Regions from separate parts of the Mus musculus genome. Here regions 1, 3, 4, 5, 6 and 7 are each linked to region 2. A link is a contact called in public HiChIP or PLAC-seq and promoter capture Hi-C data. All regions are on one chromosome and are shown on one strand. The core of a region is the stretch at or near the end of the contact, and the rest is flanking DNA. Distances in the headings are between cores, read along the strand shown. Region 1 holds the start of Sapcd2 (suppressor APC domain containing 2). Region 2 holds the start of Med22 (mediator complex subunit 22). Region 3 holds the start of Nrarp (Notch-regulated ankyrin repeat protein). Region 4 holds the start of Ajm1 (apical junction component 1). Region 5 holds the start of Tubb4b (tubulin, beta 4B class IVB). Region 6 overlaps Traf2 (TNF receptor-associated factor 2). Region 7 holds the start of Tmem203 (transmembrane protein 203).

What was found. Promoter capture Hi-C pulls out the DNA fragments that hold promoters and counts their contacts. HiChIP or PLAC-seq counts read pairs in DNA pulled down with a chosen protein or histone mark. Capture Hi-C pulls out chosen DNA fragments and counts their contacts.
Region 1: a contact with region 2 is called in a promoter capture Hi-C map of liver, with 4 times the contacts expected there. The contact joins the promoter of Sapcd2 here to the promoter of Med22 in region 2. A contact is called at or near these places in 2 of 39 promoter capture datasets (liver and pre-B cells) and 2 of 115 datasets of contacts at active chromatin or transcription factors (pancreatic cancer cells and thymic regulatory T cells).
Region 3: a promoter capture Hi-C map of pre-B cells shows a contact between it and region 2, with 5 times the contacts expected there. The contact joins the promoter of Nrarp here to the promoter of Med22 in region 2. A contact is called at or near these places in 2 of 39 promoter capture datasets (liver and pre-B cells) and 1 of 9 other capture datasets (liver).
Region 4: a contact with region 2 is called in a promoter capture Hi-C map of liver, with 9 times the contacts expected there. The contact joins the promoter of Ajm1 here to the promoter of Med22 in region 2. A contact is called at or near these places in 5 of 39 promoter capture datasets (the C10 cell line, the HPC-7 cell line, liver and 1 more), 1 of 484 Hi-C or Micro-C datasets (CD8 T cells), 7 of 115 datasets of contacts at active chromatin or transcription factors (double positive thymocytes, embryonic forebrain, embryonic hindbrain and 4 more) and 1 of 9 other capture datasets (liver).
Region 5: a promoter capture Hi-C map of pre-B cells shows a contact between it and region 2, with 5 times the contacts expected there. The contact joins the promoter of Tubb4b here to the promoter of Med22 in region 2. A contact is called at or near these places in 7 of 39 promoter capture datasets (the C10 cell line, the HPC-7 cell line, cranial neural crest and 4 more) and 1 of 9 other capture datasets (liver).
Region 6: a contact with region 2 is called in a FOXA1 HiChIP or PLAC-seq map of pancreatic cancer cells. The contact joins the enhancer-like site here to the promoter of Med22 in region 2. A contact is called at or near these places in 2 of 39 promoter capture datasets (liver and pre-B cells), 2 of 484 Hi-C or Micro-C datasets (B cells and erythroblasts), 2 of 115 datasets of contacts at active chromatin or transcription factors (pancreatic cancer cells and thymic regulatory T cells) and 1 of 9 other capture datasets (liver).
Region 7: a contact with region 2 is called in a promoter capture Hi-C map of liver, with 2.8 times the contacts expected there. The contact joins the promoter of Tmem203 here to the promoter of Med22 in region 2. A contact is called at or near these places in 2 of 39 promoter capture datasets (liver and pre-B cells), 1 of 484 Hi-C or Micro-C datasets (B cells), 1 of 115 datasets of contacts at active chromatin or transcription factors (double positive thymocytes) and 1 of 9 other capture datasets (liver).

What each region holds. Positions count from the first base shown.
Region 1 is chr2:25,370,464-25,374,012 of GRCm38.p6, reverse strand. Sapcd2 (suppressor APC domain containing 2) reads right to left here and starts at 1,978. Exons shown (of 7, transcript NM_001081085.2): 1 at 1,015-1,978; 2 at 496-597. The coding sequence starts at 1,582.
Region 2 is chr2:26,909,284-26,913,008 of GRCm38.p6, reverse strand. Med22 (mediator complex subunit 22) reads left to right here and starts at 2,367. Exons shown (of 4, transcript NM_001033908.1): 1 at 2,367-2,716. The coding sequence starts at 2,594. Rpl7a (ribosomal protein L7A) reads right to left here and starts at 2,202. Exons shown (of 8, transcript NM_013721.3): 1 at 2,179-2,202; 2 at 1,883-2,003; 3 at 1,438-1,587; 4 at 850-990; 5 at 564-643; 6 at 208-338; 7 at 1-21. The coding sequence starts at 2,181. It overlaps Gm23969 (a small nucleolar RNA gene), which reads right to left and starts at 1,748; the gene lies at 1,675-1,748. LOC115489587 (a small nucleolar RNA gene) reads right to left here and starts at 791; the gene lies at 718-791. It also overlaps LOC115489586 and LOC115489588.
Region 3 is chr2:25,178,245-25,182,279 of GRCm38.p6, reverse strand. It overlaps Nrarp (Notch-regulated ankyrin repeat protein), which reads right to left and starts at 1,522. Exons shown (of 1, transcript NM_025980.2): 1 at 1-1,522. The coding sequence starts at 1,169. The coding sequence ends at 825.
Region 4 is chr2:25,578,436-25,582,134 of GRCm38.p6, reverse strand. Ajm1 (apical junction component 1) reads left to right here and starts at 2,036. Exons shown (of 1, transcript NM_001005424.2): 1 at 2,036-3,699. The coding sequence starts at 2,238.
Region 5 is chr2:25,222,089-25,226,029 of GRCm38.p6, reverse strand. Tubb4b (tubulin, beta 4B class IVB) reads left to right here and starts at 1,328. Exons shown (of 4, transcript NM_146116.2): 1 at 1,328-1,496; 2 at 1,798-1,906; 3 at 1,986-2,096; 4 at 2,662-3,872. The coding sequence starts at 1,440. The coding sequence ends at 3,722. It overlaps Fam166a (family with sequence similarity 166, member A), which reads right to left. Exons shown (of 7, transcript NM_026624.3): 7 at 3,749-3,941. The coding sequence ends at 3,859.
Region 6 is chr2:25,532,846-25,536,642 of GRCm38.p6, reverse strand. The region is part of intron 4 of Traf2 (TNF receptor-associated factor 2); the gene reads left to right. Among named protein-coding and RNA genes, the nearest start is that of Traf2, 12 kb to the left of the region's middle. Within about 2 kb of position 2,237, at least 187 of the 459 cell types and tissues checked have an H3K27ac peak or open chromatin away from gene starts, as enhancers often do. A contact at or near this core is called in B cells, erythroblasts, liver and 2 more, where this site is marked.
Region 7 is chr2:25,253,388-25,257,383 of GRCm38.p6, reverse strand. Tmem203 (transmembrane protein 203) reads right to left here and starts at 1,945. Exons shown (of 1, transcript NM_177344.3): 1 at 1,032-1,945. The coding sequence starts at 1,714. The coding sequence ends at 1,304. Ndor1 (NADPH dependent diflavin oxidoreductase 1) reads left to right here and starts at 1,970. Exons shown (of 14, transcript NM_001082476.2): 1 at 1,970-2,167; 2 at 2,443-2,520. The coding sequence starts at 2,033.

The DNA of each region.
Region 1 (3,549 bases), core at 729-3,228, 1.5 Mb after region 2:
ATACAGTCCCATGCCAGGGCTGACTTCACACTCACAGCCACCAAGATAACCAGCTATGCCTAGAAGCTTCCCCTTCCACAAGAACAGGGAGTCAAGGCTTGAACCGCAAGTAGAGCCCAGTCTCTCTCTGTCTCTGTCCCTCTGTGTACTAAAATGAACTGGCAGCTGCCATGAGTGGGCAGCCCTGACAGGGCAGTGCACAGGATAAATGGGGAACAGGGTTGGAAGAGGGGCTTAGATTCCTGAGAACCTGCCTCCAGGCTCAGGCATAATGCAGGTCCTGTTCTCAAGGCAGACAGGGGGCTATTCAACAGTCTCCTGTCCCAGCCAACTAGACCGGAAGGAGGGAGAGAAGCCTGCTGGATTCCCCAGAGACTTTGGTCTGTGTCTGGCAGTGTATCTGCAGCAGCACAGCACAGCAGGTGCTGTGGGACACACACACACACACACACACACACACACACACACACACACACCATCATACATACACCCAACCTTCTTCAGCACTTGTGCTAGGTGCTCCTGTGCTGCCTCCTCTGCCTCCTGGGTGGAGAAGCAGGCCGGGTTGTCTCTGCAGGGTGTCACACTGAGAAGAGCCTTCAGGACAGGTTAGGGCATGAGAGCATGAGCACTTTTAAGAAGAAACGTTCACAAGCAGCCACGCAGAAATGAAGATGAAGACCCAGATGTCCCCAGGTCTAGAGCAGGTACAGCAGGCTGATGCCTTCTCTCACGGCCACAGACGCTCCAATGCCTAGCTCAGGTTTGAGACAGACTGGGCGTCTCCTGAGTTATCAGTCACTTATCAGCCCTTGGCCCTGGTATCGGGCCTCTGCCCTTACCTCAGCACTTAGGCACAGGCCAAAGCCCCTTTCCACCCAGGTGGCCCCAACCTTCCTTAAGAGGCTGCTCACAGTCGTCCCCATCTCCACCCCTCTGACAAGACCCTGTGGGTCTCCAGTTTCTAGCACAAGTCCCTGGAATTACGAGGTGTGACTAGGGACCCAAACTCACCCAAATCCGCGCTGGGGATTTGCTCCAGCGCCTTGCTCAGGGGCCGCTCGGTCTCTGTGGGGCAGGACGCCGCCTCCACCGGGACACATAACAGCTCAGGGTTCCGGGAGGTGCCACTGGGGCCACCAGAAGCAGGGCACGCACTCAGAGGCAGAGGCTTTCTCTCCAGGACAGTCCGCGGCTCATCGGCCGGTGCGAACATCAGGCGCTGCTGCAGGGACGACTGGTCCCCAGGCCGGGCCGCGACGCGTGCCTGATCCCGCTGGCCGCCGTCGGCTTTCAGCAGCGAGGTGCGCAAGCCCGCTACGAAACGCTCGAAGGTCAGGTAGCCATTGGCCGGGGCCACCTGGCGCAGGCCCTCGAGCACGCCGCACGGCAGCTCGCGTGCGTCTGCACCTTGCCAGCGGGACTCGATCTCCCGCAGGTGCACGTAGCCGCGTTGCCGGTCGTCCAGGATGTCGAAGAGGGTGCGCAGGCTCTGGAGAAAGGCTCGCGGTAGCCCCTCTGTACTAGGAGCGGGCGCAGCGTGCGATAGGCGGCCACGCTCGGCCATCGCTGCCACGGCCATGGGCGCCCAGCTTCCACCCGCGTCGGTCCCCGCAAGACCAGATGGCAGAACCTGCAAGGCGGCGCGCGCTCCCCACGGCGACAATAGCTGCTGTTTTTGAATGAAGAGCTGGTCGCCGCCGCGTCAGCTTTCATTAATATTCTCAGCGGCTATTGGTCGAAACTGGCCCATCTGTTCCGGGATTGGCTCCGCAGCCACCAGTCCCAGTTTGATTTCTCCTGCACTAGGGGCGGGCGCCCACACCATCCGGCCCTTGGGAGACTTAACGAGAAACGGGTAGAACCAGCCAGAGTTCTTACCGCTGCTGCCCACGATCCCCCTGTCTCCACGTCCACCATCCCTCCTGCCTCGGTAGAGCCTTTTCTCTGGTTCATGTGCGCTCCGCCTTCCCAGGCACTTCTCTGAGGGGCGGAGCTTGGGGCCCTTCACGGATCTTGTACCCCAAGTAGCCTCACAAGTAAGGATAGAATGTCTAGCCCCTCCTGCTCACTTCGGTCCTTTACACTGAGGGTCCCCTGGGGCCAGGCGCCGATTGACTCTGGGGCTCCCTTCTCTTGCATTAAGAACGCCCCAAGAGGATTATAGGCTCCAGACAGTTGGGCGCTCTCCTTCACTGAGGCCTCTGTCCCAACAACTGCCAACTCTACCTTTGGTCCTTTGGGACAGTCTGTCTTGTCCTGCCAACTATAGGACAAAGCCAAGTTGTCTTCTGTCCCCAGATGCCCATCCGGTGACCAACTCCATTGGTGCTCTGGTCCTGGGACCCTGCTCTGGCCCTTTTTTTTTTTTTTTTTAGGAGACAGGGTTTCTCTGTGTAGCCCTGGCTGTCCTGGAACTCACTCTGTAGACCAGGCTGGCCTTGAACTCAGAGATCCATCTGCCTCTGCCTCCGGAATGCTGGGATTAAAGGCGTGCACCACCACGCCCGGCTATCTGGCCCTTTTAAGGGACATCTCTAGCTGTCAATCTGGCCCTCACAGCCCTGGCCTAGCTCTGCAGTGGGACCACTCGGCCCTTCTATCTAGGCCTTAGCCTGCTGCAGTCTTAACCCAGAAGCCCGTCTCAGGGCTGGCAGGAGCACCCCCTGGAGACCAGGGAGATCCTTAGGATGCCCCCCCCCTCCGCCAATTCATTTGCCTGTTCTCTATGCCTACACATGCTTACATTCCCAAACTCCTGGGTGTCACTGAGACAAATGTAGCCACTGAGAACAGCCCACCTGTTAACTGCTGCCTGCACTTTCTAAACACAGAGAGACCCTTCTGAATGCCTGCAGACAGACCCTTTAACTCAGAACTTCACTCCAGCTCATCTGGGAAAGCCTCTGGCAATAGGGCACGTGTCTCAAGTTGTGGAAGCAACTTCCCTGCCCAACTTCCCTGGTTCCACCTTTCTAGGAGTTGCTCATTCAAAATTGTTTTTGTTTGATTGTTTGTCTTGAGACAGGTTTTTTGTGACAGCATTTCTCTGTGTAGCCCTGGCTGTCCTGGAACTAACTCTGTAGACCAGACTGGCCTCGAACTCAGAAATCTGCCTGCCTCTGCCCCCCAAGTGCTGGGACTAAAGGTGTACTCTACCACACCCATCTCACCCAAAGTTGTGGCTCATTCATAGTAAGGTATTTTTAGTGGGCCCAGAGTTCCATGGACCTTAGCTACCCTTTTGGGGACAGACCTGGTCAAAGACCCTCTGATGTCTCATATTTTAATTACTTCTTGTCTTGCCTAGTCCTCAGGGTGTCCATCCATGCTCCCTTTCTTCCAGGCCCTGGGCTACATGAAGAGGGCTAACCTCTATTGATTATGTATTGATTGATTGCTATGAACCCTTCAGACTTAGCCCAGGCACCTGTTTCCTCTGCCCCTGCCCCCAAATCTTAAATGTTTTTACCTTACATGTCTGGCTGTAGTGACTGCTTACCATGAATTACTGCGATGTTTGGGAATAAAACTGAGCCATCCCAAGGC
Region 2 (3,725 bases), core at 1,118-3,617:
GCCAGAGCACCCTTGTCTTCCCTGGAAAGGCAATGAGGAAGGTCTCGTTACTGTTTAAGAAGCAGGAGTAATAAACCCTTCCCTCCCTGCCTTTTTGCCTCAGACAACAGTGTGACCACATAGTTGATTCAGGTGAAGAAATTCCTAAGCATCACTGGCAAATGGTCCAAAGCTGTGAGGGTAAGGTGTGGGCGCATAAATACTCACGAGTTAACCTGTGTGAAGGCAACGGTGGTGCATGTCTTCCTGTGGACCAGGTGCCCCAGCCTGGCCTTTCCCTTGATGATGCAGTAGGGCACCCCCATCTTTCGACACAGAGCAGGTAGGAAAACCACCAGCTAGAAGCAAACATGAGCTGTAGGTTGTTTTGGCAGAAGCAACAGCTAGCTGCACAGATACTTTGTGGCAATTGCTCAGGGTTAAAAAGCTCAGTAATTGCACTTCAAGGTCACTTCAGTCAAAGATTGACATCATTGCAAGAGCCACACCAATCTTTTCCCCAGCTCTTCAAACCCAGCAAGAGATCCCAACCTTCCAGAAGCCACACAGAACCTCACACCTACCTCAATGGGGTCTACGTCATGGGCAATCACCACCAGCTGAGCCTTCTTGTTCTCCACCAAGGTGGTGACTGTATTGACTCCTGGAACATACAACACAACCACTTTGCCTGTGTGCTCCGGCTGCTGCAGTCACAAAAATGCAGCTCCACTAAGCTGCGACTCAGGGTTAAAAAGCTCGATTTACTCTTCACAATATTTTCAGGTGAAGAAATTCACACATCACTGCACAGCCTGCCTTACCATCCTCCCTTTGGGGGGTGGGGGGGACGGGCAGGGAAGCACTGACCTGCTCGGAGGACAGGTGGTCTCTTAGTTGGGACGTCGCCTTTGCCAGCAGCTTTCTTCTCAGCACGGGCCAGTAGCCTTTGCTTCTTCTCTTGCTTTGTCTCTGGCCTGTACTTGTGGGCAAGCTTAAGCAGCTGAGTAGCTGGAAAACACATTCAATTGGACTCTAAGCCTGAATCCCTTTAAAGGCGCTGGGGCTATTACTTGGCCAGCAATCTCACGCCCAGGCCCAATTCTAACCTGTCACTTAACCTGGCATTGAAAAGTTGTGTCTGACCTCCTAGCCCTGAATGGCTGTGGCTCATGCCATTAATACCAGCACTCATGAAACAGGCAGCAATGCTGAGCTCCACAACTAGAGACCCTGATCCCCCAACAAAACCACCCTATTGTGGTACACTGATGAGACGGCAGGAGGTCAACACGGGGATCCTTCCTCAACTGCTTCCTCACCAAATCCCGCCCATTCCAGGTGGAGGGACTGGGGACCCCCTTCCACCTCTCTCTTCATAGCTGTATTAGTGTGGCCATGCACTGCAGTAAGGGCAAACTCGGGGCCAGTTTCTGGCTCTGGGGCCCGGAACCTCACCTGTCTGCCTGTCCAGGGCCTGGGTGAACTGGTTAATGGCAGGAGGGACTTTGAGCCGCTTGTAGAGGATAGCTCTTTGCCGCTGCAGTCTGATGTAGCGGGGCCATTTGACGAAGCGCGTTAAATCTCTTTTGGGCTGGATGTCCTGTCCTGGGAAGTTAAGAGGGACACTGTGACCGAGGCCTCTCCTCGGGCCGGCCTGCAGCCGAGGCAGTACCCAGGGCAGGAGGGCGTCGGTGCATCAGCGATCTTGGTGGTTCTAGTGTCATCACCACTCATCTGATAGCAAATATTCTGTCACATCATCTGCACACGACCACCATTCCCCTTCTCACACCAGCCGAGCATGCGCAGTGGCGGCTGCTCGGGACGGTGCCCGGCTCTCATTCAGTCCATTGCCCGTCAAGGCGCCTTGCCCTTGTGACACGCCGACGCCACTCCTTACCAATGCCGAAGTTCTTGGGCCTCTTCTCGAACAGAGGGTTGACCACCTTCTTGGCCTCCTGCTTCTTGACGACGGCGGGGGCCGGGGCCACCTTCTTCCCCTTGGCCTTCTTCCCTTTGGGCTGTACGGAAGAGAGAAACCCGTGCCATCGGGCAGCGGAGTCATTGCCTGTGAGTCGGTCGCTGTGGCTCCCTTTCCGCGAGGGACCCCGAGGAGACAGGGACGGCGGAGAACGCCGCTGACGGGCGACGGGCGGCGGATGGAGGCGGATAGCGCGGGGGCCCAGAGACACTCACCATCTTGCTCGGCTGCTGGAGAAAGAAAGAAGAGGGAATTGTGGGGGATAAGTAAGTGGCCGCAGATATCGCGAGAGCAGGCGCCCTCGCGGGATTTCGGATTTAAAGCGACAAGGACCCACTTCGGACTCTGACAGAGGGGCGGAGCCTGAGCGGGGGCGTGTCGGGCCGCGGCTGCGCGTTCGTCCAGGCGGGCGGGCCCTGGCACCGGACCGCAGGCTCCGAGAGGCGGCGGGAGGCGCCAGGAGTGAACGGAAGCCGCGGGAAGGAGCGTGCGGGTGCTTTGTTCCCTCGCCGTAAGGGCCTGCTGCCGGGCGTGTGTTCGTGGACGGAGCTGTTGTATCGGAAATCCCGGTCCCCAGCCCTCAGTACTCGGTTCGGGCCGGACCAGACTGGTTCTCGTCCAGGGCCCGCCATGGCCCAGCAGAGAGCCCTTCCCCAGAGCAAGGAGACGCTGCTGCAGTCATACAACAAGCGGCTCAAAGACGACATCAAGTCCATCATGGACAACTTCACCGAGATCATCAAGACCGCCAAGGTGTGTGGTAGCTGTTCCGAAGCCATTGGAGAAGGCTGGGACTGGTTTTCCCTGGGGCCTGGGTACAGGGGTGAGGAAAGCAGAGGGAATGTGACTCACCTGACCGGTGCGGGTAGGAGTGAAGAGGCGTTAAAAGTAATGGGACAGCAGATAAATAGAAGAGCCAAATAGTGACAAGCACAGAGCAGAGAGGAGAACTCTGGCCCGTTTGCCAGGGCTCTACGTTAGTTACTGAGCACTAGCCACCTGGGCTGAGGTTTACCCTTGCCATAGATTCTTGTGATGACTGGTGAGTTTAACCCTTAAACACCACAACCCTCATGTTGTGGTGACCTCCAGCCATAAAATTATTTTTGTTGCAACTACAGAACTGTTGTTACCCTTTGAGTCGTAAATGCCAGTGTTTTCCGATGGTCTTAGGCAGCCCCTGTGAAAGGCAATCCACAGGTTGAGAAATGCTGTTCTATTTAAATAATTTCTGAGAAGCCTCAAGCCCACTGAGGTCTGTGTTAGGCTCCAGCTGGTCCACCTGTAAGCTTAAACTCAGAGATCAGAAAGTTTGTCTTTTTAATCCTTTATTGAACATCTTTTCTTTCTTTTTAAGATTTATTTATTTAAGGACTGGAGAAATGGCTCAGTTAAGAGTACTGACTGCCCTTCTAGAGGTCCTGAGCTCAATTCCCAACAACCACATGGTGGCTCACAACCATCTGTAATGAGATCTGATGCCCTCTTCTGGTGTGTCTGAAGACAGCAACAGTGAACTCATATACATTAAATAAGTCAATGTCTTTTTAAAAGATTGATTTATTTAATGTATATGAGGACTCTATTTGCATCTATACCTGCAAGACAGAAGAGAACATCAGACAGAAGAGGGAGGGCATCAGATCCTATGGCAGCTGGTTGTGACCCACCTTGTGGTTGCTGGGAATCGAACTGAATGTACCATCTCTCTAGCCCTTTATTTCTTATAAACTGTCACAAAGACTGGGCAGTGTCCTTTTGA
Region 3 (4,035 bases), core at 273-2,772, 1.7 Mb after region 2:
TCACGGGAGGGGAAAGGGAGACAGATCCTAGGCTCTCTAAACTCAGAATCCAGGGAGAGGAAAAGAGGAATGAGGTGTGGAAGATTAGGGACTCGGTGGGGGAGGGGCTAGCAATGGGAAAACCATAGGGCTAGGCGGTATTTTCAGTGCAACCAAAAAATGGTAGACTCAAGTTTTTAGTTTTAAAGGAAAAAAAATGCATCTTTCTCCCATAACCACGCACAATATTTCCAAACAAAAAACTCAGGCGCACAAACTTCACCCACAAATATACACACACGTGATAAATAGTTGAGGACATCAGGAACCCGGAGCGTCCCCTTCCCTTCCTAAGTGCGAGGGCGCGCAGATGGTGGAGCCCGGTAATGGTTGTTTGGCGGCTGCCAGCGGCGGGCGCCGCACTGTGAGCGGCCGGGTCTCACGAGCGGCGGCTGGAGCGCGAGTCCGCCCGCGCCTTTCACCTTCCGGAGAAAACATTTCAAGCGGAGGATCCGGTATCTCGGGATTCCGAAGTCTCCCGGTGTGAGACTCAAATTTCAAAACGGACTGGAGCCTGCGCCCCGCCCCCACCCTCTAGGCGGTCGGGGCCGTGGGAAGGCTCTGGGGCCCCGCGGGGCTCAGAGGACTGCCAAGGGGAGGCGCTCTTTTGCGGAGAGCCGAACCCTGGGGTCCACGGATGCGCTACTTTGGTCGTGGCCGCGGACGTAGAGACTTAGCCCGATTTCCACGCGGACCAGCAAACCTGGCGCACACCGAGGTAGTTGGCGGGAAGGTACAGCAGAGACGACGCGGGTGGGGGCCAGGGGCCGGAGTCCGGGTGGCTATCACCGGCCGCTGGCCGCGTACTTGGCCTTGGTGATGAGATAGAGCACGATGTCCTGGTGGCCCCCGAAAGCGGCGATGTGTAGCGCGCTCCAGCCGTCGCGGTTAGCTAGGCGGATGTCGGCTCCGAACTTGACCAACAGCTTCACCAGCTCCAGGTTGCCGTCGATGACTGACTGGTGTAGTGCTGTCTGGCCCTCCGGCCCGAACGAGTTCACGTTGAATTCGCAGTTAGTCATGTTCTGCAGCAGCGACTGCAGCTCCTGCGTGTTGCCCTTGCGCACCGCTTCCTGGAAGATGCGCTGCGTCTGTGGCGCCGAGCAGGTGGACAGCTCGGCTTGGCTCATGTTGCCGCAGAGCTAGGGCTGCGAGCCGCGCCCCGGCTTAGCGCGGGCGGCGGCTGCAGTGCGGGCCCCGGGCTGTCTCGGGGCGTGTCTCGAGGTACGCCTCGGCGCATGGAGGGCGCTGCGCCCTCGGGCCCCGCACGCCGCCCCTGCGCACTCCGGGCGTTCGGGGCCGAGGGCCGCTGGCGCGGGACCCCTGCTGCATCCAGCCGCGCCCAAGCGGGCGGGCGACAGGGCTGGGTGCTGGTTCGCAGAACCTGGGGCAGCCGGAGGCCGCGACACTCGCAGTCGTGGTCCCTTCGAGGTTAGGCTTCGCTCCAGCTGAACTCCACCCGCGTCCCTTTGCAAAATAGTTCTAATTCGCCCGCCGCTTCTCGCCGTCTTTTACGGTTCTTATATTTGCATAACAATAGACGCTCTTGACGCGCACACCAGGGCTCTTTCGATTGGGTGGTGCCCACGTGGGGGCGGGGCGGAGGCGGGGTCGTGCTGCAGCTCCCTCCAGGATAGAGGGCGCTGGTCTGACCAGCACTAGTCTGGTCTGGCCAGGGTGGTCAGAAGGCCTCGGGGGTTTTCCAGCACCACTGCGGGATCCTGGGTCTGGTTGCTCCGGTGTATAAGCTCCTTCGGCAGTTTTCTTCTTCCTTCATAGATGTCGGGAGTTGCGAGTTCCTTGCGCAGCCACTCCCAGGCCTGGACCTGGCGTTCACAGGTGGCAATTTCACGAACTGCTCGGTTGTATAGTCCTCCATCACTCTGGTCCTTTCTACTCAAGTGTAATTTACGGGGAAGCTTGAGCAGCAATTGCATTTGGCTCCTCCATACTGATGGAGGGAGCTCCATGCCCCTAAGCTACCCACAGTGTAGGTAGGGGTTCCTTTGGCAGGCTGGCACAGGCTCGCTCGCTCGCTCGCTCCCCCCTCTGTCTCTGTCTCTCTCTGTCTATCTCTCTCTCTCTGCCTCTCTCTCTGTCTCTCTCTCTTTCTCGGTGGCCAGTCTGTCACTACTCCTCCTTATGTGTTTCCTTTACTTAGTGTCAGCATATAAGACACAGGGCTGGCTCGTGAGACCAACAGCACTGCCCTTTGAGGGAGTTCTGAAATGACTCATTTCCAAGCCATAAGCCCCACGTTTTATTGACCACCCTTAACAACTGACCGTGAGTGAGGCAGGAGGTGCTGGCGCTGGCTGGGAAGGCAAGGCTCCACATTTCCTCATTATGTTTTACGGCTTATAGCTTCGCTGTGGTTGCTGGAAATTAAGGAGGAATGATCTTAAGACTTGCAGAGCAGGAGGCAGGGCACGTCAGGGCTTGATTTCTTCTGAAGCTAACTGGGAATTCCAAGCAGGCAACTGTAAGCCTCAGCTGGGCAGCCCACCCAGCCAGGCTCCATCTGGGGACGCTCCTTTGGTGGATGTTCCTGCCCCAGACTCAGAACTGTATCATATTCACCGGGGCATGTCCCCAACCTTACTATGTTCACGGGGAGGGACCATAGCTAAATTGAATGGAGAAAGTAGGCAACCCCCCCCCCACCACCACTGTGACCACCAGATGTCCGCCCGTCGGGCCAACTTGTTTAAGGGTCACACTCCTTTTCTGCTAACCTGAGAACCTGAATCTCATGTGTATTCAGCTTGGAAAGCTCTCTAGTCTTCTTGGGATCCTTGGTCTATTGGGTTCTGCCTATTTGGTCCCCTAGCCACACCTTATACCTCATTGTTCAGAGAGTTTTTTTTTTTTTTTTTTCGAGACAGGGTTGCTCTGTATAGCCCTGGCTTTCCTGGAACTCACTCTGTAGACCAGGCTGGCCTCGAACTCAGAAGTCCGCCTGCCTCTGCCTCCCAAGTGCTGGGATTAAAGGCGTGCGCTACCACTGCTTGGCTACTGTTCCAAGATCTTGAGAGGAACCCTTATGGTTCTCTCCACCGTGCAGGTAGACTGAGGTGCAGTTGGGGGTTCTGACTGATGCCCCAATGCAGGCTGTGTCACAGAACACTAACCCAAAACAAAGTGGGCAGGGAGAAACGGGAGTTCTGGGAGCATAAGAGGACAGGATCTGATTCCTGGCTGGCCCATGGTTTCATGCGTTTGCATAGGGCTTGGAAGCTTTAGACAGGCAGGAATCAGAGACCACACCTGGGGGTGAGCAGAGCCTTACTTTCATCAAGCCCAGTGATGTTCCTTGAAGGTGAATGGGTCCCCGGATAGGCCCCTACCTAGGTGGGCTCCAGCCTGGCCTGAGGAAGGGCATCTGAGATGCTTGCCCAGAACAGAGCCTGGGAGAAAAGTCCTGTTGACATCCGCAGCAGGCGGCAGACAAAGGGGCCCTGTGTGAGCTCAGTGTGGGAACGCCAGGCCCCCACCACAGGGGCTGTGAGAGCTGGAAGGCTCAGCTAGTTCTTGCAGAATAGCATGGCTGGTGTGGCAGTCCTATCGTGGTAAAAGCTTATCCTGAGGACATTTTGCCCTGTGTCAGGCTCAAAGGACAGACAGATGTGCCTGGCTTGCCACCACCACTGTGCAGCTGAGACGGAGCTGGATGGCCAGCTACCCACAGAACTTCTTAGGTGATGGTTACAGGATTCCCGGCTGGCTCGTGCTCCTTCACCACAGCTATGCTCTGGCCCACACCCATGCCTTCCTGTCTCAGATAAGGAGGGGCTTGGGGAAGGCTGTGGGGCATTTGGTTCCTAGTAAGCACCACCCAAGTGTTTGCTGGAGGACACTTCCAAAAGGTGGACATTTGTTCCCCGCTTTCAAAGAGAGGGAGGGAAGGGGGCTCCCAGAGAGTCTCAGGGGACCTAGTATTAAGCTCCGGTGTTTGTGATGCTTGCTTGAGATCTAGGAGACCCCCTTCTGGCTGTG
Region 4 (3,699 bases), core at 787-3,286, 1.3 Mb after region 2:
GCCATCTGGCTCCCGGGCACCTGCCGAGATTTTGGCGTCTTCAGAGCCAAAGAGGACAGTTCCTGAGGAGAGGCCAATGGGCATCTGCTCCCACCCAGGTCCAACCACAGACGTGTATTCTGGAAACTTCCCCAAACCCAGTTTCTCTAAAGACAAGCCAAGGTTTCTGGCTCCTTACAGGACCCTGCCTGGAATCCTTCTGGCAGGCTTCTCTTGGTGCAAGGGACTCCCTGTTCAGACCGAAAGATTTGTGCTTTGGGGATGCTATACATTACCCTTCACTCTACACCGCCTAAAATGAGAGCTAGGTCGTCTGTGGTCCCAGTATACACCTACCTTATAACGCGGCCCCTTTAAGTGCTATTCTATTGGTAGCCACTAGGGGCAGTACTGAGCCGCCAGGCCAGGATCACAGCTGCTGCCTCCAAGCTTCTGCTGGTACCGGGTGTATGTATATATATATATATATTTATAGCGGGGCCAGGTACACACTGGGACCGACCTGGGCTATGCAGACTACTCGGGCTCGGCTCGTGGAGTAATCACCAGGTAAGAGGCCAAGCCAAACTGCCCAGCATGTGGAGCTGTTGGCACGGGAGGGGGCTGCACGGAAGGATGAGGAGTCCCCGCCCCCAAGCAACGCAGACTAGGTTCTTGCTGATGGCTGCTCCAGGACGGGCCAAAGCAGGACTGCTATTTGGGAAGGGCCTTCAAAATACCTAGGATACAAGAGCAAGCCCCAACCCCATCCCAAAGGGAGCGTGTGTCACAGTGCACTGCTCCTGACAGCTGCAGCCAGCAAAGCCGACTGTCACCTTCCTGGGGCGGAGCCTCAGACCCTGTCATCTCACCCAAACTCTGACCTGGCACTGAGTTTAGAATGAAAGGGGTCTTAATAGGGTCGGCATGAACCTGGGTTTGGAACAAGCCTTGGTACTTAGTAGCTCTGACTCCAAAGAGCACCCCTCTAACAGCCCCTTGTACACCTGGACTAGAGACCCGAAAGGCCCATCCACTTACAAGTCCTGCCAGGCCCCAACACACTCTCAACTTCCTCTGGAGCAGATGTCCTGGGAGTAGGTGCATTATGGGGGGAGGGTGTGTGTGTGTGTGTGTGTGTGTGTGTGTGTGATCGCCTTCTTAAACCCTCTTTCTCTAGCCAGCTCCAGGCCCTGGAGACCACAGACACTGGTGGCCCACATCTGAACATTAGCCTAGATCGTTTTCAGCCCATAGCTCCAGGGATGAACAACCACACGTTTCCATGGAGCTTTCCAAAGCCAGAGTGGGAAGGACTCTGTCCTGGGGAGGGGCTTTCCCGCCCTCTCCTCTGCCTCCTCCTAGCTAGCAGCCTCCTGGCTTGGTACACTAGTGGTAGTTTTCAGCTTAGAGGAAGGACACCATGAACTCGTGGCTCACATGGCCCCACGTGGTTCTGTAGCCTAAACCTGGCTTTAGCACACACTGGGGGTGGGGGAAGGGTCCATGTGCAATTCTGCAAAGCAGGAGAGTCTTGCTGTAGCCTTCTCTGTTCCAGCAAGCTTGGTGGGTTTCATTCAAGCAACTGGGGTCCAAGATTTATGCAAAAGGAAGAGGGATTTGAGACCCAAGAAAACTCTGGGATCATTCCTCTGCCTAGGACCTCATCGAGTTGAGGGGACTTACGCTTAGTTAAAAAGGACTTGAGTGCTAGGAGAAGAGTTCTCTGCCCAGCCTAGTCGGCAGGCAGGAACCATTCATTGACTCACCTGGGACTCTGCATTATCAGAGGGTCTACCTGTAAGGAAATCTAAAAGTGCATCGTTCCAACTGTAGGCACCAGAGGGCAGTAGTGCTGAGATCACGTCCCGCTTTGATCTACCTAAGCCTGCCCAACCGACCCTAGTAGGGGGAGAGAATGCCTGGCAGGTTTAACTCAGGAGTTCCCTCTACAAAGAAGGTCCACAGTAGCCTAAATTCTCCTGGCCCATCTACCCCACAGGTCGCATGGACTGTGAGCTTTCTCCTGCAGGTACATCTAACATAGGCATGGAGGCAGCACCAGAAGCCTTGACCATGACCTGCAGCCAAGGCTGCACCATCCCCTATGCCCCAGGTAAGCCGGACCAGCACGTGGGGTGGGGTGGGGTAAAGGGCTTGGGGTGCAGAGGAGGCTGCCCTGACCGGTATCTCCTCCCAGGGCAAAATCCCCGAAAGGCCGTGTGACTGGAGCTGCCAGCCTGGGGACGTCTTTTAAGATGACCCGCACGGACCCGCCGGACTTGCTGGTGTCGACCGTGTACCAGGACATCAAGGTGGTGGACCCAGGGCTCACGTCCAAACGCCAGCCATGTGAGCGATCCGTGGCCCGGCCTGCTGCGCCCACGCCTTTCAACAAGCGCCACTGCCGTAGTTTTGACTTCTTAGAGGCACTGGACGAGCCCACCATGGAGACACACCCAGAGCCGCCACCTCCTGAACCTGCGCCACCGCGCGCCCGACCCAGAGACAGCGAGCCTCGGCGCCGCACCCGTTCCAAGAGCGCGCCCCGTGCGTCCCAAGGCCTGGCGACTGCTCCAGCTTCGCCGCCCGTACTGCAACGCAGAGGTCGGGAAGCCCAGCGTGCAGTGCGGGTGGAGGGGTCGCCGCGCCGGGAGCCCTCGTATCCTGCGCTGAGAGCTCTCGCTAATGAGCTGCACCCCATCAAGCTCCAGCCACAGCGGGGAGGCCCCGGACGCATCGCGCCTCTATGCGCCACCCCAGGCCGCTGCGCACCACCGGAACCACCCTCTGGACCTGTCCCCCATGTCCGCTGCCGTTTGGACATCAAGCCGGACGAGGCAGTGCTGCAGCACGCCGCCCGAAGCTCGCGATCTTGCGCACCTAGAGAGACGACGTCCTGGGCTCGCACAGCTCCACAGTTCCATGGCCTCACAGTTCCCGGCCCTCGCCACGTGGCCCTGTCACGCACTCCTACCCCCAGTGACTTGTACTGTACTGACCCCAGAACTCTGTACTGTGACGGGCCACTGCCTGGGCCCCGGGACTACTTGGAGCACCGCAGTCAACCCTTCACAACGCCTCCAGGTCCCACCCAATTCTTCTACACCGAGGAGCCAGAGGGCTACGCAGGCAGCTTTACCACAAGCCCCGGCCTTCCCTTTGATGGCTACTGTTCCAGGCCCTACTTGTCCGAAGAACCCCCTAGACCCAGTCCAAGGCGTGGGGGCAGCTACTATGCTGGCGAAGTACGCACCTTCCCGATCCAGGAGCCCCCCTCCCGCTCCTACTACGGGGAGACAACTCGAGCCTACGGTATGCCTTTCGTTCCCCGGTATGTCCCAGAAGAGCCCCGGGCGCACCCTGGAGCCCGCACTTTCTACACCGAGGACTTTGGGAGGTACCGAGAACGCGATGTACTGGCTCGGACTTACCCGCACCCGCGCAGCAGCCCACCCTGGGCTGACTGGGGTCCGAGGCCTTACCGCACCCTTCAGGTAATGCCGCCTCCCGCCCCTGGACCACTGTTGGCCTCGTGGCACGGCGGCACCGGCACAAGCCCACCCCGGCTGGCCACCGATAGCCGCCACTACTCTCGATCCTGGGACAACATCCTAGCTCCTGGTCCTCGTCGTGAAGATCCTCTAGGACGCGGCCGCAGCTATGAGAACCTCCTGGGACGCGAGGTTCGGGATACGAGGGGTTCATCCCCTGAAGGTC
Region 5 (3,941 bases), core at 79-2,578, 1.7 Mb after region 2:
TGAAGGTAGTTCATTCCAAAAGCCAGAAGTGGCTAGACTGAGACAGACCCATTGTATAATATTCCTTTAAAAAGTTACACATCAGACATGAAGACTAAGAACTGTAGTCCTTGCATTCTGGAGGCTAAGGCAGAATTCCAGGTTACAGGCCAGACGACTCTGTCTCATAAGCAATGGCGTAGAGAAATTACCAACTAGACCATTTTGTGGGCAGAAAGATATTGGGGATCAAAATGCCAAGGTGGGGGGAGCAAATGGAGAAAAAGGATTGTTTCAGAACTACTTGCCTTCGAGAGGTAGCTGACTTGGGAGGGAAGGTTAAAGTTAAGGTGAACAGAAATCACTTTAAGAGACCTGCTCTTCTGGTAAACAGAAACTTTTAAGCTTGTTTACCTGGTCAAGTCCTGTTTAGGACAATGTCAGCACTACCATTTTGGGGGTAGGGGTGCTTTGGACCTGACCCTGAAAAAAAAAAAAAGAAATATGTACATGTATTGCTCTCCATTACAGGACAGGGACTTGCACACGTTTGTTTGTTTGTTTTTCCCTCTAACAGTCATGGCCAGGCATGCCCAGCCCTGTAGTCTCCATGCAGCTCTGTGCGCACTTGGAACTCAGGCTCCAAGGAAACCGGCTCTTGGCCAGCAAGTTTCCACAACATCTAGGGAGGCCGAAGGGGCGGAGGGATGGCCCTCCCAGGGGTGGGGTGGGGAGGGGAAGAGAGAAGGGGGGGGGGGAGAGGGGAGGGGGGAGAGAGAGAGAGACAGATAGAGACAGAGGACCCCGCGCCTGCCCAGTGCGTCCCGGAAGGGCCCGGCGCCTCATCCAGAGCCTATTATTGTTAGCGTTTCAATTCGCCTCAGCTTGAGGCTTGCAAGGTGTGTTCCGGATCGACAATGCCTGCCCGCGTCTCCTTTCTCTCCCCGCAGCAGCTGCCAGACCTACCAAGCCGCCCGAGCCCACAAAGCTCTGAAAAGTCGCCCCCTCCCTTTCAGCCGGAAGCTGGCTTTCCACGTCCCACCCGCGCGCTGCACTGCGGCGGTTACCAGGACGCCAAAACAGCGCAGCCAATAGTGTCAGGCTCTCGGAGTGCTCCCAGGAGGCAGCCAATGGAAGTGCAAATCAATCATTTGAAACACCCAATGGATTGAGCACTGCGGCGCCAGGGCGGGGATTGTGATAGGGGGAGCCGTAGGCAAGCGTGACCAATAATGAGAGTATATTGTTGGGAAGGCGGGCCCCAGACCGCTCGATTGACGGAAATGTAGCCAATCAGACAAGGATAATTCGTGGCCTCGTTCTGAAAGCCCAATCCTGTGCTGACGAGGGCGGGTCATAAGAGGTATATAAATGTTGGCAGAGCGTCGGTTGTAGCACTCTGTGCGCCTGCTCCTCCCGAAGTGCTCCTCTTCTACAGCTGTTCCGCAGTCGCCGCCGCCATGAGGGAGATCGTGCACCTGCAGGCTGGGCAGTGCGGCAACCAGATTGGCGCCAAGGTAGGAGGCTAGGTTTCTGCGAGCCAGACGCCACTGGGACAGCCAGCCGGGGAAGATGGCGGAAGCGGCCCGGAGCGTCGCCCTTCATTGCGTCCTGGATACCGGCGTACGCTGGGCCGAGACGTAGCGCCGGTGGCTGGTGTCGGTGGGGCGGACGGTGCGCGGCCCTTAGGGATTCGTCGCCCTGGCGCTCCTGAGACTGGAGGGAGGGGGAGGGCCTGCCGCACCCATCCGGGGCGGGGCTGCCTTGGAGCGCACCGGCCGGCCGGCGTGACTCAGCTAACGCCCGACTCCCTTGCAGTTCTGGGAGGTAATCAGCGACGAGCATGGCATTGATCCCACTGGCACTTACCACGGAGATAGCGACCTCCAGCTGGAGCGCATCAACGTGTACTACAACGAAGCCACCGGTAAGGCTCCTCTACCCCATCCATCCTCCTCACCACCCTTCCAGTTTGAGCACACTTGACGTCCCCCTGTCCCAACCAGGTGGCAAGTATGTGCCCCGCGCCGTGCTCGTGGACTTGGAGCCCGGCACCATGGACTCGGTGCGTTCAGGGCCCTTCGGGCAGATCTTCAGACCTGATAACTTCGTCTTTGGTGAGTGTGGTGGAGGTGTGGACGGGCTTGCTACCCATGAGGCTCAAAGGTCAAGGGGCTGACCTAAAGTTCTTCCTTAATAGCCACCAGGTGTACACTTTCTTGCCCTCTGAGTCACTCAATCCCTTGGCCGAAAGCAGCTTTAGGAGGAAGGTCCAACTGACTGCGGGTAGATTAGTTGCTAGTAGAGAGTATGAGAAGACCTGACCTAGTGGCAGGGGCCCTGTACTCTCCTTGAACATTGGCAGGGGTGCCTTTGGAAGTATTTACTGTCTTAGCTCTAGTGTGTTCTGTACATCTCCGTCTGGTCTCCCCCACCCCCCATCCCCAATCTATGTATCCCTGCCTGGCCTCTTTAACTGTAGACCAGGCTGACCTTAAACTCAGAACTACCTGCCTACCAAGTGCTGGGATTAAAAGCTTGTGCCATTATGCACAGCACCCCCTCTCCCCTTTTTTTTAACATGGCAGATTGTTTTGGGTCTGTACACTTTATTCAGTGTCACCTCATGTCATTTGGCCCCTTGGGCACATACTTAGTGTGACCTACTGTTTTCTCTTACAGGTCAGAGTGGGGCTGGGAACAACTGGGCCAAGGGGCACTACACAGAAGGTGCAGAGCTGGTTGACTCGGTGTTGGACGTTGTGAGAAAGGAAGCTGAGAGCTGTGACTGCCTGCAGGGCTTCCAGCTGACCCACTCCCTGGGTGGGGGGACTGGGTCTGGGATGGGTACCCTCCTTATCAGCAAGATCCGGGAGGAGTACCCAGACAGAATCATGAACACCTTCAGTGTGGTACCTTCCCCCAAGGTGTCGGACACAGTGGTTGAGCCCTACAATGCCACCCTTTCAGTCCACCAGCTGGTTGAAAACACAGATGAGACCTATTGTATTGATAATGAAGCACTTTATGACATCTGCTTCAGAACCCTAAAGCTGACCACACCCACTTACGGTGACCTGAACCATCTAGTGTCCGCCACCATGAGTGGGGTAACCACTTGCCTGCGATTCCCTGGCCAGCTAAATGCTGACCTGCGGAAACTGGCTGTAAATATGGTGCCCTTCCCTCGCCTGCACTTCTTCATGCCTGGCTTTGCCCCCTTGACCAGCCGGGGCAGCCAGCAGTACCGTGCCCTGACAGTTCCTGAGCTCACCCAGCAGATGTTTGATGCCAAGAACATGATGGCTGCCTGTGATCCAAGACATGGGCGCTACTTGACTGTGGCTGCCGTGTTCAGGGGCCGCATGTCTATGAAGGAGGTGGACGAACAGATGCTTAATGTCCAAAACAAGAACAGCAGCTACTTTGTTGAGTGGATCCCCAACAATGTGAAGACAGCTGTCTGTGACATTCCACCTCGGGGCCTGAAAATGTCGGCCACCTTCATTGGCAACAGCACCGCTATTCAGGAGCTGTTCAAACGCATCTCAGAGCAGTTCACAGCCATGTTCCGACGCAAGGCCTTCCTACACTGGTACACGGGTGAAGGCATGGATGAGATGGAGTTCACTGAGGCTGAGAGCAACATGAACGACCTGGTGTCCGAGTACCAGCAGTACCAGGACGCTACAGCTGAGGAAGAGGGAGAGTTTGAGGAGGAGGCTGAGGAGGAGGTGGCTTAGAGCTGTCTTAGTCACTAAAGCATGGGAGCAGTGTGAACTCTTTATTCATTCACAGCCTGTCTGCTAGCCATGTCCACTGTGCATTTGCTGTCCTGTGTCCTGACATCACTTGTACAGATACCACCATTAAAGCAATTCATAGTGTGTGGCTTCGCCTGTCCAATTCCTTCTGATAGGCTCTTCGGGTGCTGTTACCGAATGTCAGTGCATAGTTGTCCT
Region 6 (3,797 bases), core at 988-3,487, 1.4 Mb after region 2:
GAGTCTCCAGCAGTGGACTTTAAAAAATAATTTATTTCTATGCATGTGTGGTTTGCTTGCATGTATGTCTGTGCAAGTGTATTGGACCCTTGGAACTGAAATAATGGACAGCTGTGAGCTGCCTACCGAGAATTGAGCTGGGTCCTCTGAAGAGCAGTCAGTGCTCCTAACTTTTTTTTCTTTCTTTTTTTTTTTTAAGATTTATTTATTTATTTTATATAAGCACACTGTCGCTGTCTTCAGACACTCCAGAAGAGAGCATCCAGTCCCATTACAGATGGTTGTGAGCCACCATGTGGTTGCTGGGAATTGAACTCAGGCCCTCTGGAAGAGCAGATGGTACTCTTAACCGCTGAGCCATCTCTCCAGCTCCCATGCTTTTGAGTCATCTCTTCAACCCCTACAAAACATTTCTCATAGAAGCCGTGTTCTAGTTTTGCTAGAACTGGCCTGGCTAATGTATGTGAAAAAAGTTCCTCCTCAGAGCTGGCCATGGTGGCACACTCCTTTAATGCCAGTACTCGGGAGGCAGAGGCAGGTAGATCTCTGAATTTGAGGCTAGCCTGGTCTACAGAGAACGTTCCATGACAGCCATCACTTCATAGAGAAACCCTGTCTCAAAAAAACAGAAAAGAAAGGAAAAGAAGGACCTTTTTTTCTCTGAGTATGCCTGTGACCCCAGCACTTGGGAAGGTGAGGCTAGAGAATGCTGAGTTGAGGGCTAGCTGGGCCTACCTAGCGAATTTTGTTTTTGTTTTATTTTGTTTCTTTCTTTGTTTAAAGAGTACCCTTTTTGAAACCCAAATAGTGCAGGTAGGCCTGTACCATAAGCCTGTCACTTCTTTCCACGTCCTACTCCAGTTCCCCAGAGGTACAGTAGGACGGGAGTGCCTTACATAAGAAGCTAGCGCCAGGCTGGCCTTGGTAACACCTTTGTGTTGCTTTGGCTGCAAAGTTTTCATTGTTTGCAGGAAGCTGCAGCTTTTAAGCTCAGTGGGAGTCTGTGGTGTATATCATACCCACCAGGGATTTCTCTATTGTTATTTGTTTTCTATTTCTTTTGAGTCAGTCTTTTTTTTTTTTGTTTTTGTTTTTTGTTTTGTTTTTCGAGACAGGGTTTCTCTGTATAGCTCTGGCTGTCCTGGAGCTCACTTTGTAGACCAGGCTGGCCTCGAACTCAGAAATCCGCCTGCCTCTGCCTCCCGAGTGCTGGGATTAAAGGCGTGCATCACCACACTCGGTGTGAGTCAGTCTTTCTATAGCCCTGTTGTCCTGGAATTCAGAGATCCACTTGCCTCTGCCTCTTGAGTTCTGGGATTAAAGATGTGCACTACCCTGCCTCACTCACAAGAGTTTTCTTGCTGTGAATTGTGTTGACTCTGGAAGTTATTTAACTAATGGGTATATTTGTTTTGGTCACAGAAAGTCATCTAGAAGGCCAGAGGAAGAGGTGGTCTATGAAAGGGGCCAGTGTAGTGTGGACATTAGCATGAGCTTTTTTTTTTTTTTTTTTTTTTTTTTTAGTATGTCACCTTTAGGCATCTTGAGTTAAACCTGCATTACAGAGGCCACGTGGTTAAGTGACACTCCTCCAGTCTACCAAGTTTCTCATTCCTCTTGTTGCTTTAGTCAACAACCTTCAAAGAAGTTTTTGATTCCGCTGGACATGGTGATGCACACCTATAATCCCTATTCTTAGAAGGCTGAGACAGGAGGACCATGTGTTCAGAGGTGGCCCAGGCTGCTAGTGAGGCCTTGTCTTTCCTATGCCTGCCTCTTGTGTCTGGCTATATGTCCCGTGACCTGTTGACTGGTCACACTTTAGGTTTCAGTCTCTAGCTGAGCAGTTTGGGCTTCACTTGGGTGAACAAGAAACTCATTTTTTTCAAGCATGGTGTCAGGACCTGATCAAGAGTCATAGTCCACACTGTATCCTTAAAATGAAATGCTTAGTGCTGCCTGTGAAAGAGACGGCTCCTAGGGAAGTGACATGCTTGGTGTATTGGGTGGATGCAGGAAAATGTGGGTGTAGGGCATGGTGGCCTATAGAACCTGTTTGCTCTTGAAGGTGTTTTGAGAGACCCCTGGGGCAAGTGGAATAATTCTTCCCAGGCCTGTGGTAGGCTTTAGATTCCCCCAAGATTTCTGTTGCTTCCAGGCCTGTGGTACTGTAGGTCAGTGACTGTGTGGGCCTCTGACTGATGGCCAGGAACTGCAGCCAGGCCATGGGCTTGGTGCCATGTGGCTTTGTAGGCATGCAGAGTGGAAAGTCCCTGGCTGCACCCTTTGAGAGCTCTGGAAAGTCCCTGAGATGAGTTGGGTTTGGTCACATGGGAGGGCAGGCACAGCTCAGCCTTAGCTGATTTTATTGATAAAAACTTGTCGCTGGTGGCAAATGTCACAAGCCAGAGAAGAAATTACACCCTCTTTGTGCAGTCATCACCACAGATAATCCTCTCTTCTGCCTGTCACAAATCTCTTTATTTCTTAGCTTTCACTGGAACTAAGGTTGTAACTAAAACATTTTTTTTATGGTTTGAATTATTTAAAATGTTTGAAAGATGGGAAAAAAATCCTGCTTAGCCTTTGGCTCTGTTTTCCTTTATGATAATGTCTTTCATTCTGAAGATGAATTGAAAGCTGTATTAAAGTCTGTTGTCCTGAAGGCAAAGCCTGGTACTGCACTAGGGAAAGCAAAGGCTGCCAGATCTCTGTGAGTTCCAGGCCAGCCTGGTCCCCACATAGTGAGTTCCAGGCCAGCCAGGCTACAGATTCCAGGGAACAGCTGAAACTGGGAAGGCAGGTGTGCCAGTCGGCATGGCCTCATCGTGGACTTGCTTTTCACATTTATTTATTTTATGTGTATGGGCTTTTATCTGTATATGTATATGTGCATCACTTGCATACCTGGTGCCCAAAGAGGGACTAGAAGAGGGCACTGGCTCCCTTAGAACTGGACTTAAGGTTGGCTGTGAGCCACCATGTGGGAGCTGGGAGTTGAACCTGAGTCTGCTGCAAGAGCAACAAGTGCTTCTAACCACTGAGCTCTCTCTCCAGCCCATCATTATAGTCTACATAGTGAATTCCAGACCAGGCAAAGTTATATAGTGAGACCCTTTCTCAACCACACCCATCCACCCCACCCCCCAAAATTTCAGTTTTAACAACTATATTTTCTTAAAATGTTAAATTTGAATTCTGCTTGAATAAATGCTGATAGATTTAGATTGTGTCTGCTAGGGGAGTTTGAGCTTTGTCTTTGTTGCCTGAATGTGTTGTTACAAGTGTGTCTTCTGTAATCCTTTATGGTCAGGACCTGAGGACAAGCATTCATTCCCTGGTCTCCCCCAGGACTCATCTAAAAAAGTCAGGTACGGCAGCATACGCCTGTAATCTCAAAGTTGGAGAAGCAGAGACAGGAACATCTCTGGGGTTTGGTGGCCTGCCAGCCTGGAGTATTGAGTGAATATTCAAGTCACTCTCAGGTTCTGAGTTTAGCTGGGATTTGAAGCAGCCAGTGCAGGGCATGGAACACAGGGCCATGAACACACAAAGCACATACTCACCCACTGAGCCTCACCTGTCCCAGGAGAGAAACAGTTTATTGAAATTTGTCAGAATCCAGGTTTCATAGAATGAATTGCATAAGGTCCTGTCTCAAAAAACCAGTATGAGAAATATAGAGAAACTCTGAGCAGAGGACTGAGAGCCAAGTCAGTGCTAGGCTCCTGGTGCCTCCAGAACTTCTGTCAGCTGTCTCTCAGCCCGTGTTGGCCTTTGTGGACTACTTCAAAGCA
Region 7 (3,996 bases), core at 696-3,195, 1.7 Mb after region 2:
CTCACCGATGGCTACACACTAAGAAGTCAGGGCTCTGGTGTCACATGCTCTACAAAATACAGCCCATTGTCTTTAGCTGGGGTGGGTAGTAGTGCAAGTTACTCATCTCCTACAACAAGAAACAGGGATTTGCCGAAAACAGTCTAACACCCAAAGTGTTCTAGCCATGGTGCACTAATGACCACATGGCAAAGGGCGTCTTAGCATTCACCTGATGCAAACATTGGGATGCTTAAATATATATTGTTAATTTCAGGAAACATTTTTTTCCATCAGCAAATGGTCTCATTTGGCACACAACTGACATAAACTCAAAGACCGACCGTAAGCTAATAAATTTCAGCTGTAAATGTATCCACCGCCATGAGCATGTGAGCACCCGTTCCTAATGTCTATGCTTCCTTTTCTAGGTCTGTCTGTCTCAAGTGTATTAATGACGCCTGCCACAAGGTGGTGGGAAAGTCCGTGAAACTGCAATCGGGGGCTGGTGTGATGGCTCAGTGGTTAAGAGCACCGACTGCTCTTCTGAAGGTCCTGAGTTCAAATCCCAGCAACCGCATGGTGGCTCACATCCATCCGTAACAAAATCTGATGCCCTCTTCTGGAGTGTCTGAAGACAGCTACAGTGTACTTACATATAATAAATAAATAAATCTTTAAAAAAAAAAAAAAAAAAAAAAAAAAAAAAAAAAAAAAAAAAAAAAAAAAACTGCAATCGGTTGAGCCAGGAAATCAAGCAATGCCTTGAGACCAGAATTTTTTCTCAGATGGCAGATACCCACACAGGGCCCTATTCATGCCCTTTCTCAACAGTCTGCTTTCTCTTTGTCTTTGTGAGGTGGAATGAACAAAAGGCTAGTCTTTGGCAGAAAAGAGGAAAAGGGATGCCAGCCCTCTTTATCAATCGTATAAGTCTGCCCTGGACAGATGAAGGGACATGCTCTGAGGTCAGTGCTGCTGAGTGAACAAGCTGATTTATAAAGGGGGCACATCACCATGGGAAATACTCAGAGCCCAGCAGGATATTTTACTTATATGCAGTCTCCAAATGCTGGAAAAGTTCAGTATTGACTGGCAATTCAGAGCATGAATAACTGGAAATAAGTTTTAATAAACAAGACTTCACTTTTAAGCTTTGCTCGAGGAAACGATCTTATATATAAAGAAAACTGGACAGTAAACTGGGCACAAGCAAACACTGATTTCTGACCAAAGCTCCACCAGTGTGGCACCAAGTTGGGTCAGGACCGGGAGGTCCAGAACTCCAGCTGCGCAGTGCTCCATTTCCAGCCACTGCAAGAGGCTAGTTGACGCGACAAGCCCGGATCATGAGCAGCTGCAGGAGAATGAAGACCGGAGACGTGATCAGGCCGAACCAGAGCTCTCGAGTCTGCTCCACTAGCTTCTGGCACAGCAACATCTCAAAGACAAACTTGAGGCTAAGGACGGTGAGAACCCAGAAGAGGCGCAGCACAGCCAGTCGCTTCTCCCCATCTTGGAAGAGTCGAACGGAAACGATGGTGGTGAAGTAGGTACTGAGCCCGTCGGCGGCGAAAAAGGGCACAAAGACGTTCCACCAGGAGAGGCCCGGAGTCAAGCCATCCACTCGCAGTGCCAACAGTACGGAGAACACCAACAGGGCCAGCAGGTGCACGAATATCTCAAAGGTGGCGAAGCCCAGCCACTGCACCAGCTCCCGCAGCGAGAATAACATCGCGCCTGCTTAACACCGGCCACCGGTGCCCCGCACCGGGCTGTGACGTCTCCGACCGCAGACCTGGCGACCGCCTGCTGCCGCCGCTGCACACGGGAGGCAGCAAGCAGCCCAACCTGGCCTGGACGCCGGCCCTGGGGCTCTGCGACCCTGAGGACCCCAACCCCGGACCCGGAACCGGAGGCTAGCAGAAGCCCGTGGTGTCCAGATGCTATCCCCGCCCCTCCCCCCGCTGGCGCAGTTGAAACGCGTCATTTCCTGTTGACAGCGGAAGGGGGAAGTTGGTGAGGTGTGCGGTTCTGGCCGGCGTGTGCAGTAATGCAGGTTCCACAGCTCCTGGTGCTTTTCGGCAGCCAGACTGGTACAGCCCAGGACGAGGCGGAGAGGCTGGGCCGTGAGGCCCGGCGCCGGCGGCTAGGTTGCCGCGTGCAGGCTTTGGACTCTTACTCCGTGGTGAGGCTCGGGCGCTACGGCGGAGACCCTCCACCGGACTTCGCGCCCTCGGATGGAGGACGTTTGAGTGAGGCCCTTTGGGCCCAAGCGGATTCAGGGGAAAGGGAGGCACTAGGTTGAGGCCTGAGAAAGTAAAGCCTGGTAGCCAGTGGGAATAAGTGTCCAAACACTTTTACTCTGTTCCCCTAGGTGAAGGTGGTGGTGGGATGCGGTGCAGGGAGGGCACTGATCAAGGCTGCCAGAGACCTTACATCTACTTGTGTCTTGTCCTCGAGGCGAATCTCATTAGGGAGCCCCTGGTGATATTTGTTTGTGCGACCACAGGCCAAGGAGACCCTCCTGACAACATGAAGGTAAGGTTGGCCTAATGTGTACCCTCATCCTGTTTTCATTGCTGTATAAGAGTCCCAGCGTGCACAGAAATAGCTTCCCTTCAACGCGTGTTGAGTATGAGAGGTGCCTTTGAGAGAGATTCTTTTTGTAGATCCGAGGAGAGAAATAGCTCTTAAAACCACACCTGGTGCTAGGGAAAGTGCCAGATGTTCAGAGAGTAAAGGGGGTCCTGAAATCGTACACAACTCTTGGGAAGGAAGGAGCACACCTTTAATTCTAGCTCTTGGGAGGCAGGAGCAGATGGAGCTGGCCAGGGCTACATAGAACCTGTCTCTAAAATAAATTAATAAAAGGAGGGGCAGATGGTGGTGAGAAGCAACCTGTGTAAAGGGCAGAAAGTTGAGGATTCCCCAGCCATGAACTGTGCTGACAGAAAAGGGGTAGGAAGAAAGGTTCATTCAAAAATCCTGGATAGCTACAGTGAAATGTCCTATTAAGATGAAAGCTATAGGGACTATGGAATTGACACAGTGATGCTGTCAGTGTAGCAAGACCACCACCTATCTGAACATGGCAAGAATAATGCTAGGCAATAAATATATCCCCGTAAGCAGGAGGTGCACACGTGCCTTGAGCTGGGTGGTGGCCCAAGGCTGAATAAATCAGGCATATTCCAGAGAGCCCAAAAGGTAGACTCAGCAGGGTGTGTAATCAGAGGGATATAAAAGATGAGGGCAGAATCACAGCACAAGAACCCAAAGTAAAGCCGGGGGAGGTTGTGCACGCCTTTAATCCCAGCACTCGGGAGGCAGAGGCAGGCGGATTTCTGAGTTCGAGGCCAGCCTGTTCTACAAAGTGAGTTCCAGGACAGCCAGGGCTATACAGAGAAACCCTGTCTCAAAAAACAAAACAAAACAAACAAACAATTCAAAGTAATTCCACCTGTGGATTGAGAGGACCAGTTATGGCAGATGCCAGGAGGTACCTAGAGGAGCTGCAGTTAGCTGTGCAGGACTGGGAAGGTCCTGGCACAAGCATCATTGTTGAAGCACCCAAAATAAAACTGAAAAAACAGAGTCCCCTATCCCTCAGGCCTGCCATCTAGCATGGGCAGAGTCAGAAAGGAGGAGTTCCCCTTCCCAAGGTCAGTGATAGGGTGGGAGGCTCAGTAGTGACTGCTAAGGAGAGCAGTCTATGTGGGGCAGACACTGTGATCTCCAGCACTAGAGAAGATGAAGTAGGATCAGGAGTTCAAGGCTGCCCTCACCTACATGTTAAGAAACTATATCAGCAAGGTATGGTGATATGCACCTGTAATCTCAGCCCTCCAGAGGCTAAACCTGAAGGACCAAGATTTTTGGTGTCAACCAAAATCATGAATCAAAATAAACAACTCGTGAGGCAGTGGTGGCACATTTGGAGTCTGAGGCAAGTGGATTTCTCTGAATTTGAGGCCAGCCTGGATTACAGAGGGAGTTCTAGGACAGCCAGGGCTA